Regions from separate parts of the Rattus norvegicus genome. Here region 1 is linked to region 2. The links are chromatin contacts, called in public Hi-C maps. All regions are on one chromosome and are shown on one strand. The core of a region is the stretch at or near the end of the contact, and the rest is flanking DNA. Distances in the headings are between cores, read along the strand shown.

Region 1 (4,740 bases), core at 1,358-3,857, 270 kb before region 2:
AAACAAAACAAAAAACTATTTTCTAAGACTAAAGCAATAATTCCCAGCAGAGAATGTACTACTAAAAGAATAATTTTATGTGTTGTTCTAGGACCTGCACTCAATGCCTGGTGCAGTTTAGCATGTGCTTTACCACTGCACCACACCCCAACCCCACAGGAAATTGTTTTCTTTTGAGACAAGGCCTCCACAAGTTAGCCTTCAACTCCCTTTAGGATGACCTTAAACTACTGATCCTCCTGCCAACTGTTGGAGCTATGTAGGCAATTGTCACTCTATGCCTACTCCAAGAGCAATTTTTAAAATATTATCTTTAGTATTTCAGAATCTTAGAATTTAGTTATATAATCATTCTCAATAATACTGGACTGGAAATGTTTTAAAATGCCATTATTTTGACTAGATCCTTACAAGGGCAGCATTCTAGTATACTCTTGCTCATTCAGAACTCTTCGTTAATGCATCTTATTTATACTAATAAAAAATATTCATTACTTAAAAGGTGAGAAAGCTAGGTATGGTGGTACACAACTGTAGTTCCAGTTCAGTTAGAACAGAGAACCAAGATGACCAGCAGTTCAAGGTCATTTTTAGCTTTCAGCATTCTGAAGGCTGAGACAGGAGGATTCCAGGTTCCAAAACAGTCTGAGGGCTGCACAGCAGTACCCTGTCTTGAAACAGTGAAAGAGAAAAAGATGGTTCAAACTACAAATTCTACTGCCCTACTAGTTCTATAAAAGGTTCCTGTATCCATCCACCTCACTCAAGTTTCCAAGGCAATGTGTGCTCTTTCTTAAGTTTAGCATTCAGTTGCGTCTCACCTAGGTAAGGAGTATAAACTGGTCTTCCTCCAGAATTAACACAACTGTGAATAAGTTGGTAACATGACTATGAAGCTGAATCACAAGTCCTAATTTCATGTCAAGGACAGAAAGCAAGGCAGCAATAATGCAGGAACAAGGGTGTGGAACAAATCAGACCTCCATTTGGGGTTAATAAGCTCCAAAACCAGAAACTTCCTCAGCCATGTAAGAATACCTGTACCTCAAAAGGTTGCTGTAAGGGTGGAGAATGGGCCTAAAATACCTGCCACAGCCTTCTCTTTTCCTAATCTTTTCTTTTTAATGCTCATGGGTGTTTGTTTCCATGTCTGTGCACCCTGAAACGGGAGTTACAGATGGCTGTGGAATTGAACTTGGATGCTCTGAGCCATGTGAAGAGACCCAATCTGTATGTATTTTACACCAGGACAGCAGGGTGACAAGCATCTGCTGTGATCTGATTATACTGTGACCTCATTAAGTCATGACTGGTTTTCACAAAACAGAACTGAACATCCAAAACACTCACGGGTAGAACTGCAAATTAAATGTCTTTCCAGAAGTATTTGAGGAAAGCCATGCTTCAGCATGAACAAGGTTTCAATGTAAAGGGGACAGGAGACAGGTCGGTGACTATTTGAAGTCCAGCTTTATAGCTCCGCAGTTAAAAGAACCTGTACTTTGAAATGTGATACTGTAATGACCAGTCTCCTAATAAATTGGGTAATCACTTAATGAATATAGTTAATGAGAACAGTAATAAAAAGTAACCTGTGTGGATATTCCCTCTATTCCCAAAGCCAACGATTTCTTTCCCTAAAAGGTGTAAATGCACACAAGGGTAAATGCTGAGGTGTTCCGATGAGAGGCGGTGGAAAGGAAGAGACCTGGGCTGCACCCCTATGCACAGCATAGGGGGCTGACTCTTCAAACTAACTCAAGAAGTCTGAACATTAAGAAAGCGTTAAGCAGCAGCTTTCAGAGGAGTGTCACATTAACCGGGTGTGAGAAATGACAAACTTTGATACCAGAAACCAGCTTGAACGCTGTTGCTATCTAGAGAGAACAGACTACTCCAGTCAACTGCATTCAAGAATTGATCTGTCTTAACTCTCTGATAGTCCTCAGACGATCATGTCCAGGGGACAGAAAAGAAGCTAGGTACCCGAAGTACCGCCATAGCCAAGACCCTCCTGAGGTGTGGAAGAAGGTCTTCAGGAGACCAAGGGGTCGCCTGGAGCTCCGGAGCTGCCACGTGGGCGGCGCCCGACGCTCGGAAGCTTCTGCTGACGTGTCCGATAGGACACGCGGACAGGAGGAACGGCGGACCTCTCCGCTGTCCCCTCCACACCTACCTTTCAGACAACCAGACGCCTAGTGGATCCCTAACGCCATAACTTCCCCGCCCCGTCCCGACCTCCCCAGGGATCTCCGGTCTCCTCAGGCATCCTGCGTGAGGTTCGCCGGCTCCTCCCTCCGCTCACCTGCACGCCTAGGTGTGCAAGTCGCGACTCCAGTTCGGGCTCCAGGGCCAGAACGAAAGAGCTGGCTCGTGCTGTAGAGCCGCCGCCCGGGTGCGCCAGGACCACCTCAGCCGTCACCTTGGCTAGGTGGCTGCTCAGGTCCACCGTGCGCTTCACGTCCTCGTTGACCAGCGGCGGAGCCTCCGAAGAGGCGCTGCCGGGCGTCGGGGCCAAGGCCCCGAGCCATAGCAGCAGCAGCAAGACGATCGGCGCCTCCATGACCGCGAGCTGAGCGCCACCGACACGCGCCCCGCCCCCCCCCCGCCACGGCGCAACCGTTGATTGGCCAACAGCACCACAAGATGGCTGGGCCGGGTCAGGAAGGACCCCGTCTCCAAGGCAACCGGGCGCCCATGGGGCGCCTGATTGAAAAATCTTAAAGCGCAGGCACACGTCTTTGAGCGCTTATTAGCTAGACTCACCAGTGATTTCTGTGGTAGTCGTCCTTCCTTATCTCCTGTTTCCTTCATGCTTATGCAAAAAAAAAAAAAAAAAAAAAATGGCCTCTCCGCTCAGAAACAGCTTAGTCTAAGGAAATAAGTTTGCCTTCTCTACATTGATATGAATACTAAGTGGGCAAAAGTTTAAAGAAAAACGGGAAATTTCCAAAGATTCAAGTCTCTCCCCTAATATTTAGTTCAATTTTTAATATGAGCGATGGCAGAAACCTTAAGCAACTAACCAAGGCTGATGATATTAACATCAAGTATCTGTTGGCACTTAGCACAATTGTAGAAGTCCAAGGTGAAGTTACTGGCAGGACTAAGCTGTCAGGTGAGGGCTGCTCTTTACTACCAAGATGGAACTTTGGCATTGCATTGTCTAAAGAAGGAATCGCATATCGTCATATGACAGAAAGGCAGGAAAGGGTCTCTCTGCGGCAAGACCTTTTACAAAGGCTTCTTGCAGATGGATTCCTCTAGTGCTGTCTCTCCCAAAGTCACACTGAAGAATTAATGACCTAAAACAAATGAACTTCAAGCTAGTGGAAAAACTCTAGTCGGTATACTGATAACACCTGATAAGAAAAATAATGTAGCAAAGAGAACATCTACTGGCATTATTGGGCCTTGAAACCATTTAAAAACAACAACAACAATGATGATAATAATGATAAAGAAAAATCTACTGATAAAACTTTGCTCCCCTAAAGTCCCGTTTCAACCCTATAAAATCTCGAAGCCCCCTGCACGATTGTGGTGTACAGTCTCCACTCACAAAAGGAGACTGCTGCTCCTTCATTCGCTCTGACTAAGGGCAATAAGGCCTTGGTAGAGATCTGTCACCTCTTTCATTTCCGTGTTGCCTCTTATCAATTCTGATCTAATGAACATGTCCCAATATTGTTGCTTGAAGGATGTAATTTAAAGGTAAATTTTGGGGGTTGGGGATTTAGCTCAGTGGTAGAGCGCTTGCCTAGCAAGCGCAAGGCCCTGGGTTCGGTCCCCAGCTCCGAAAAAAAAAAAAAGAAAAAAAAATTTTGGAAGGAGATGGAAATATTCAAACACTGACACTGGCTAATGAGAGAGCGGAGGGAAGGACATGCTCCTCCCTACAGAGAAGAAGTCAGGAAATTAGCACCTGCAGGCCAACAATCTGTCTCTCTCTATAAAGTTTTATTGGAACATAGCTACATTCATTTGCCTGTAGCTTATGATTGCATTCACACCATAGCAGGAACAGAATGTAGTGGTGAAACAGACCGTATAACCCACAAAACAAAACTACTTATTGTTTGCACACTAGTACATACATTATGTATGGAGAGATGGCTCAGTGGTTAGGAGAATGTGCTGCTCTGCCAAAGGACCTGCCTGTCACTCAAGGACCAGGATCTGATGCCCTCTTCTGACCTCCACAAGCATTGATACACAGATGTACTGTTCCTCTGCCTCAATTTTTGTCTGTCTTTGTCTCTCTGTGTCTCTGTTTCTCTCTCTCTCTCTCTCTCTCTCTCTCTCTCTCTCTCTCACACACACACACACACACACACACACACACACACATACACACCACGCACACATAAATACAAATTTAAACATAAATCTTTTCTTTTAATGATACCTGGTTGTAGTGGTACATGCCTGTAACCCTCCAGTACTTGGGAGGAAAGAATACAGCAAATCCAGGACCAGCATAGAATGTTTGCTTCAATGTAACAACAACAACAACAACAATAAGAAGTATGGCTGCTCTATTACCACATTCACCAGGGCAAAGCTCTGCTGAGGATAGCAGAGGCAATACAGCAGCCATTTAAAATAACATCCAAAACCAGAATTTGCTCAACTCTTCCAAACTTAAAAATTATAAAGTTAGGTGGTTGGAGAGAGGACTTAGCAGTTAAGAGCACTGGATGCTCTTATAGAGGACCAAGGTTCAATTCCTAGAACCTG
Region 2 (5,210 bases), core at 1,191-3,690:
AGGTCTCATTTGAGCTTGGAGCTTGCCTGGCTAGGCTGGCTGGCCACCATGCCTCTAGGATGCATCTGTGTTTTCTCTGCCTGTGGCTACAGGTGTACACCTCCATACCAGACACGTTACACAGCTGCTGGAAATCTGAACTTGGGCCCTCATGCCTTCACAGCGAGCATTTTATCCACTGAGCCATCTCCTCAGCTCCCATTCCTTTTTAAAGATCTATTATATGAGTACACTGTAGCTATCTTCAGACATCCCAGAAAGGACATCGGATCTCATTACAGGTGGGTGTCGGCTCCCATTTTAATGGCTTTAATACATTTTCTGAGTTACGCAGCCCTCACCATGGGTACACTGTTTTTGTTTTCTGAGTTAATGTCTTCTGTATATCCCTGACCAGCCTGCTACTATATAGACCAAATTGTCCTTGAACTGAAGGCAACCCTCCTGCCTCAGTCTCCCAATTGCTGGGATTACAGGTGTTTACTACCACACCTAGTTTCACAGCCTAATTTTAAAATGTCTTAGCACTCCATAAATGAAAGTGGTGGATTGGCTTTTGCTGACAAAACACACATCCAAACCAAAATACCTTCCTTCCTACACCAATTCCAGCCCAGGGCAGAGTAGAGGCCATCGAGTCATGACTAACTACCCTTCCTGCTTTCCCAAGCCTCTCCTGGCTTTTTCCCTTCCTGTGAGCTAGGCCTGGCTGAGGGGTATTTCCCACCCCATGTCAGCTTCAGGGAGGAAACCACTATGATTCAGTGCTCATCTTGGGATGGAAGCGTTTTCTTGAGGTTGCAGTTCTCCATTACCACAAGTGTGCAAAGCATGATGGCTCTTGGAATTCCTCTGCACAGCACTCTAGGGGTCCTGGCTGCACCTGCTGGGCATTTCTCATGGCCATGGAGTTCCCACTGTTTCAGAACATACAACTTTTCTCCTTTCTCCAAGCCTTCACCTTTCATCTACTTGGCCAGTGAGGCTGGTCACAGGGCCTGTGGTCATGGTGTCAGTGGACTTGCTCTCTCTGGTCTCTTTAAGTTTCCCCTTCCTTACTGGGTAAGTTTTGGGTTTTGTCTTGAATTTTGTCTTTCGTTCATGGATGGATTTAACAGCTGTTATTAAAAATGATTGAATCAAACAACTGTGCAGGGCCTAAAGGGCTGTCCACAGAAGCTACAATATTCTCAGTTTTCTCTCATTTTTAGGGATGGCCTATTAGATCTAGTTCAAACTGCTTACAATAACTGGGTCCCCCTTCTTTGACCTCCGGTTTCCCAGGCCACACTTAGGAGCTGGTTGGCACAGGGTTTCCTTGTGCCTCTTCTCAAGTACAGGTGTTTGGCTGGTACCTGACCTCCAATTTCCAGCCAGCCCAGGTTTGGCTGGACTCCTGTCTGTCTGCCCTATCATTCTTCCAAATGGGACTCTGGGCCATTCTACCCTCAAGGATTTTCATTTCCTCTTGTCTTCATTTTTCACCTAAGGGAAGTTGCCTTGGCTATGTGTCACCAGGGCTTTCGATTCTCCGAAGTGGGAACATTGAGGTGGGGTTCTGCCTCATCCCAGAACTACCTTATCGAGGACTCTTGCCTGCTTCTAACTGGGTTCGAGCCAGGTGAGGGACAGAGGCAGGCCAGTGAGGGGTGGACGTGGGCACCGTTGAGGAGGGCTGGAGGTTAGGGAATGTTGAACTGGCAATAAAGAGTTGTTGACCTAATAGGGGCCACATCTTGCTATGGGGCGCAGCAGACTGAGGCGGAGTTGAGAAGGGACGGAGAGCTGAGCTGAGAGGCGTTAGGGAGGAGTTAGCTCGAGGGCTCTGAAAAGGTGCGGGTGGATTTCCGTCTTGGATGCAGTGCCTTAGGCGAGGTCCAAGCTAAGACGTGCTCTGGAGGATTAGGGCGGGGCGAGAGGTGTTAAGGGCGGGGTCAGAACCAAATAGAGGATCTAGGCAGTTCTGACAGCGGATCAGCATCAGGCTTAAGTCCAGGTTAGTGAAGTGCTGAGAAGTGAGAGAGATCAGGGTGGTGTCGAGGGAAGGGTCGGAGGCTTTGGCTATGGTGGGGTGCGGGCGGTGCTCGGAGAAGGGTCGGGGTGGTGAGAAGTCTAGAAAGGGTTTCTGGGGGAAGTCCGGACTATAGTGACAGGATAGGAGGCGTTGGTACGGGAGGGGGCAACTGGGCGGTCCTGGGGGCGGGACCCAGACGCGGAGTGGCGGGAGATGGGCGGTACTGGGGATCAGGGAGGCTCGCCCCGCCCTGAAGGCGGCGCAAGAGCGGGCCTGAGGTAGCCCTGGGCCGGCGCGGCACCGACGGCTGGCAGAAAGCTCTGCGGAGGGCCGGGCAGTGCGCTCCCAGGCGGAGCCGAGTCCGCGGGGCTCCGGAGCGGGGCGGGGCCGTCGATCGGTCCGCCGCGCAGCTCGTTCAGGTGCTGCGGCCGCTCCACGTAGCCCGGCGCGGAGCGGGCTAGAACACAGGGACCTCGGCCCGCGGCTGTCGTAAGCCCAAGACGGGCCCTTGGGTCCCAGGACTCCCGTGGAGCTATGGCGGGCCCTGGCCCGGGAGACCAGGACGAACACTACGATTTCCTGTTCAAGCTGGTGTTAGTGGGCGACGCGAGCGTGGGCAAGACGTGCGTGGTGCAGCGCTTCAAGACCGGCGCCTTCTCCGCGCGTCAGGGCAGCACCATCGGTGTCGACTTCACCATGAAGACGCTGGAGATCCAGGGCAAGCGGGTCAAGGTGGGAGGCGGCGCGGCCCGCTGCTTTGCTCCCGGCGGGCGGTTCGTGGCCAATCCTTCAGCTTCCCCTTCTTTCGGAACGGGTTTGGGCCTTGATGTCCGCTCTGGGTTCAGGTCTGAAAGCACCGCCGTGGGCTCTGGGAATGGTGACAGTGGGCCAGTGCGTGGAGGAGGAAGCCCGCACCTCACTCCCGCCCCCCGCGCTCACAGCGTGGGGACTCCGAAACAACTTGCGGTGGAAGGCAACCTGCGGGCCGTTCTGTGAGCGCCACGCATGCCGGGAGAGACCCTTCCCTGCGCGGCCCTCTGGGGAGCACTCAGCCAAATAACGACATCCCCGTGACCGGGAGGGACCAGGAAGTAGTGGCTGCTAGGACCGGAGGTCCAAAAGTTTTTGTCAGAATTTCCTCCCTGACCACGCCTCCCCGCAGTCTCTTTTATGGACCTGGTGGTGGAACTTGACTCCAGCAGGGCCAGCCAGCACAGGGTGGGGGTGGGGGGCCTCCCCGACTAAGGGTTGATAGAAACCGAAAACTTCATCACAGATACCGGAAGGTGGGGGAGAGAACCAAACTTTGGCAATGACCCCAGCAGAAACAGCAGGATGTGGTTGCCACAATGTCCTGGCAATGATTTGATAAATAATATTTGTGATGAATGAAATCAAGTTTCTTAACCTAGGTGTCTGTCCTCCCTAAAACGGTAGCATCCTGGACAGGACACAGCATTGTTCTTGAGCACAGAGGCCCTCAGTAACTTTCCTGATTCGCACCCTACAGAAATCCTTTGCCGCTTTTCATGGTTTCAGGTTCACAAGGATCTTCAAGACAGCTTTAAAGAGAACTGGGTGGGGGCTGTCCTGTGTTTTCAGGAAGTGAAGCCTGGGGATGGGAGCCTCTTCACCCTGTTGCTGTTGTGGCTCTCTGCTCATTTGGGTGGCAGTAGGCCTGTTCTCTGTTGTCCTTGGCTGGGATACTTAGCTCTTTGTTTCTATAAAGTTGGGATAATTTCTGGGTGTTGCCTCTCTCCTGTCCCATCGTGTAGAAAAAAAAAAGGCAAGTCAACAGTCATTTTTATGGCCACTGTGCCTCTAGAGATTTGCTTGCAAGGCTTTAAATGGCCTTTTGGGTTTCAGTATATTTTGGTTTCCATGAGGTGGAAAAGGGCCAAGTGCAGGCAGGCAGGCAGGTTGAGTTGTTCTGGACCGTCCCTTTGGAGCAGGTGGCCAGAGAAGGGCTGTCATGGGTGGAGTATGTCCATGGTCAAGTTGGTGCTTTCTGATAATGCCAGGAGCGAACAGTTCAACGTGCAGTGTGAAAACAGAAGCATATGGAGGACGGGTCCCCTTTGGGAGCTGTTGGCCTGTGCTGACTGGTCAGGGAGGGGGCAGTATTCCTGTTTACCTGTGGAGATAACCTGTCACCCAGTGCAACCCTGGATGGACTGTGCACTTGAGCTCAGGTTATGCAATATACTACCAGGCAGTTTGTTATTTCTTTTCCTTACGGTCACTCCAGCTTTTCCTCTTAGGAGGCAGCCTCGAGGGCCTGGGAGTAGCAGAGCTGTGTCAGTGTGGTAATACCTCAGAGCTGTGTTGCCTGTCCTTTCTATAAGCTATTGTGAGTCAGCTGTCTAATGGTGTGTTCTACAGACTGGAGCCCATTGTTACTGATAATTATTCTTTTTGTGGTGCCGTGGGTTGAACTTGGGACTCTTTGCATAAGCTCTGCCAGTAAGCCTGTCTCCCACCTCTTCTAGGCTTTGTAAGAGTTTGAGGAACCTTAGAGACAGGCCAGCTGCTGCTGTAGGTCTGCTGAGGTTGGAGGTTCCCAGGAGTGAGTTGGGAAGGCCGAGAAGACAGAGGTTCTGCTTCCCCATCAGTCAGAGCAAAACCATCTTATTCACTTCTGTGTTCAGTTGTCAGAGCAAAACTATCTTATCCACTTCTGTGTTTCAGTCTTACTTGTTTGTTTAGAGAGTTCTGCTATAGTGGAAAGTTGAAAATAACACATTCAATCAAGTTTTTTTTTTTTTTTTTCTATAGTTACTTCCCGTTACAACCACTGTGGTTCATTCTACTTGAAGAGATGGGTCTTCTGTCTCTGCAACCCTATTTTCTAACCTCTATAGCCTGCTTCTTTAAATATCCCTAGATTGGATGACCTTTGCATCTGTTTCCCCTTGTCATACTGTGTCCCCTAGATCCCTGTGTGACTGATATTTTATTGTTCAGGTCCTAGCATGAATACTGCTTTCCCAGAGTCCTCCCCTGCCCTCTCGGGTGTCTTTTCCCTATCTATCGTCTATGTGCTTATAGCACTCACCTGGATTGTTTGTCTCTTCCTGTTGAAGATAAGCCCCTTAAAGACCCAGATCCCTTTGGGCAGCGTCAGACACATATGTTCTTTATATGCTTGCTTACTGGTTAATATTTACAGAGGGAGCGGAAGCCAAGGAAAGTGAAG

What was found. Hi-C and Micro-C count contacts between places; a contact is called where the count stands out from the background.
Region 1: a contact with region 2 is called in a Hi-C map of liver, with 3 times the contacts expected there. The contact joins the promoter of Rpn1 here to the promoter of Rab43 in region 2. A contact is called at or near these places in 3 of 12 Hi-C or Micro-C datasets (the Rat2 cell line, liver and mammary epithelial cells).

What each region holds. Positions count from the first base shown.
Region 1 is chr4:122,098,843-122,103,582 of GRCr8, reverse strand. Rpn1 (ribophorin I) reads right to left here and starts at 2,607. Exons shown (of 10, transcript NM_013067.2): 1 at 2,306-2,607. The coding sequence starts at 2,563.
Region 2 is chr4:121,823,741-121,828,950 of GRCr8, reverse strand. Rab43 (RAB43, member RAS oncogene family) reads left to right here and starts at 2,440. Exons shown (of 3, transcript NM_001024331.2): 1 at 2,440-2,746. The coding sequence starts at 2,549.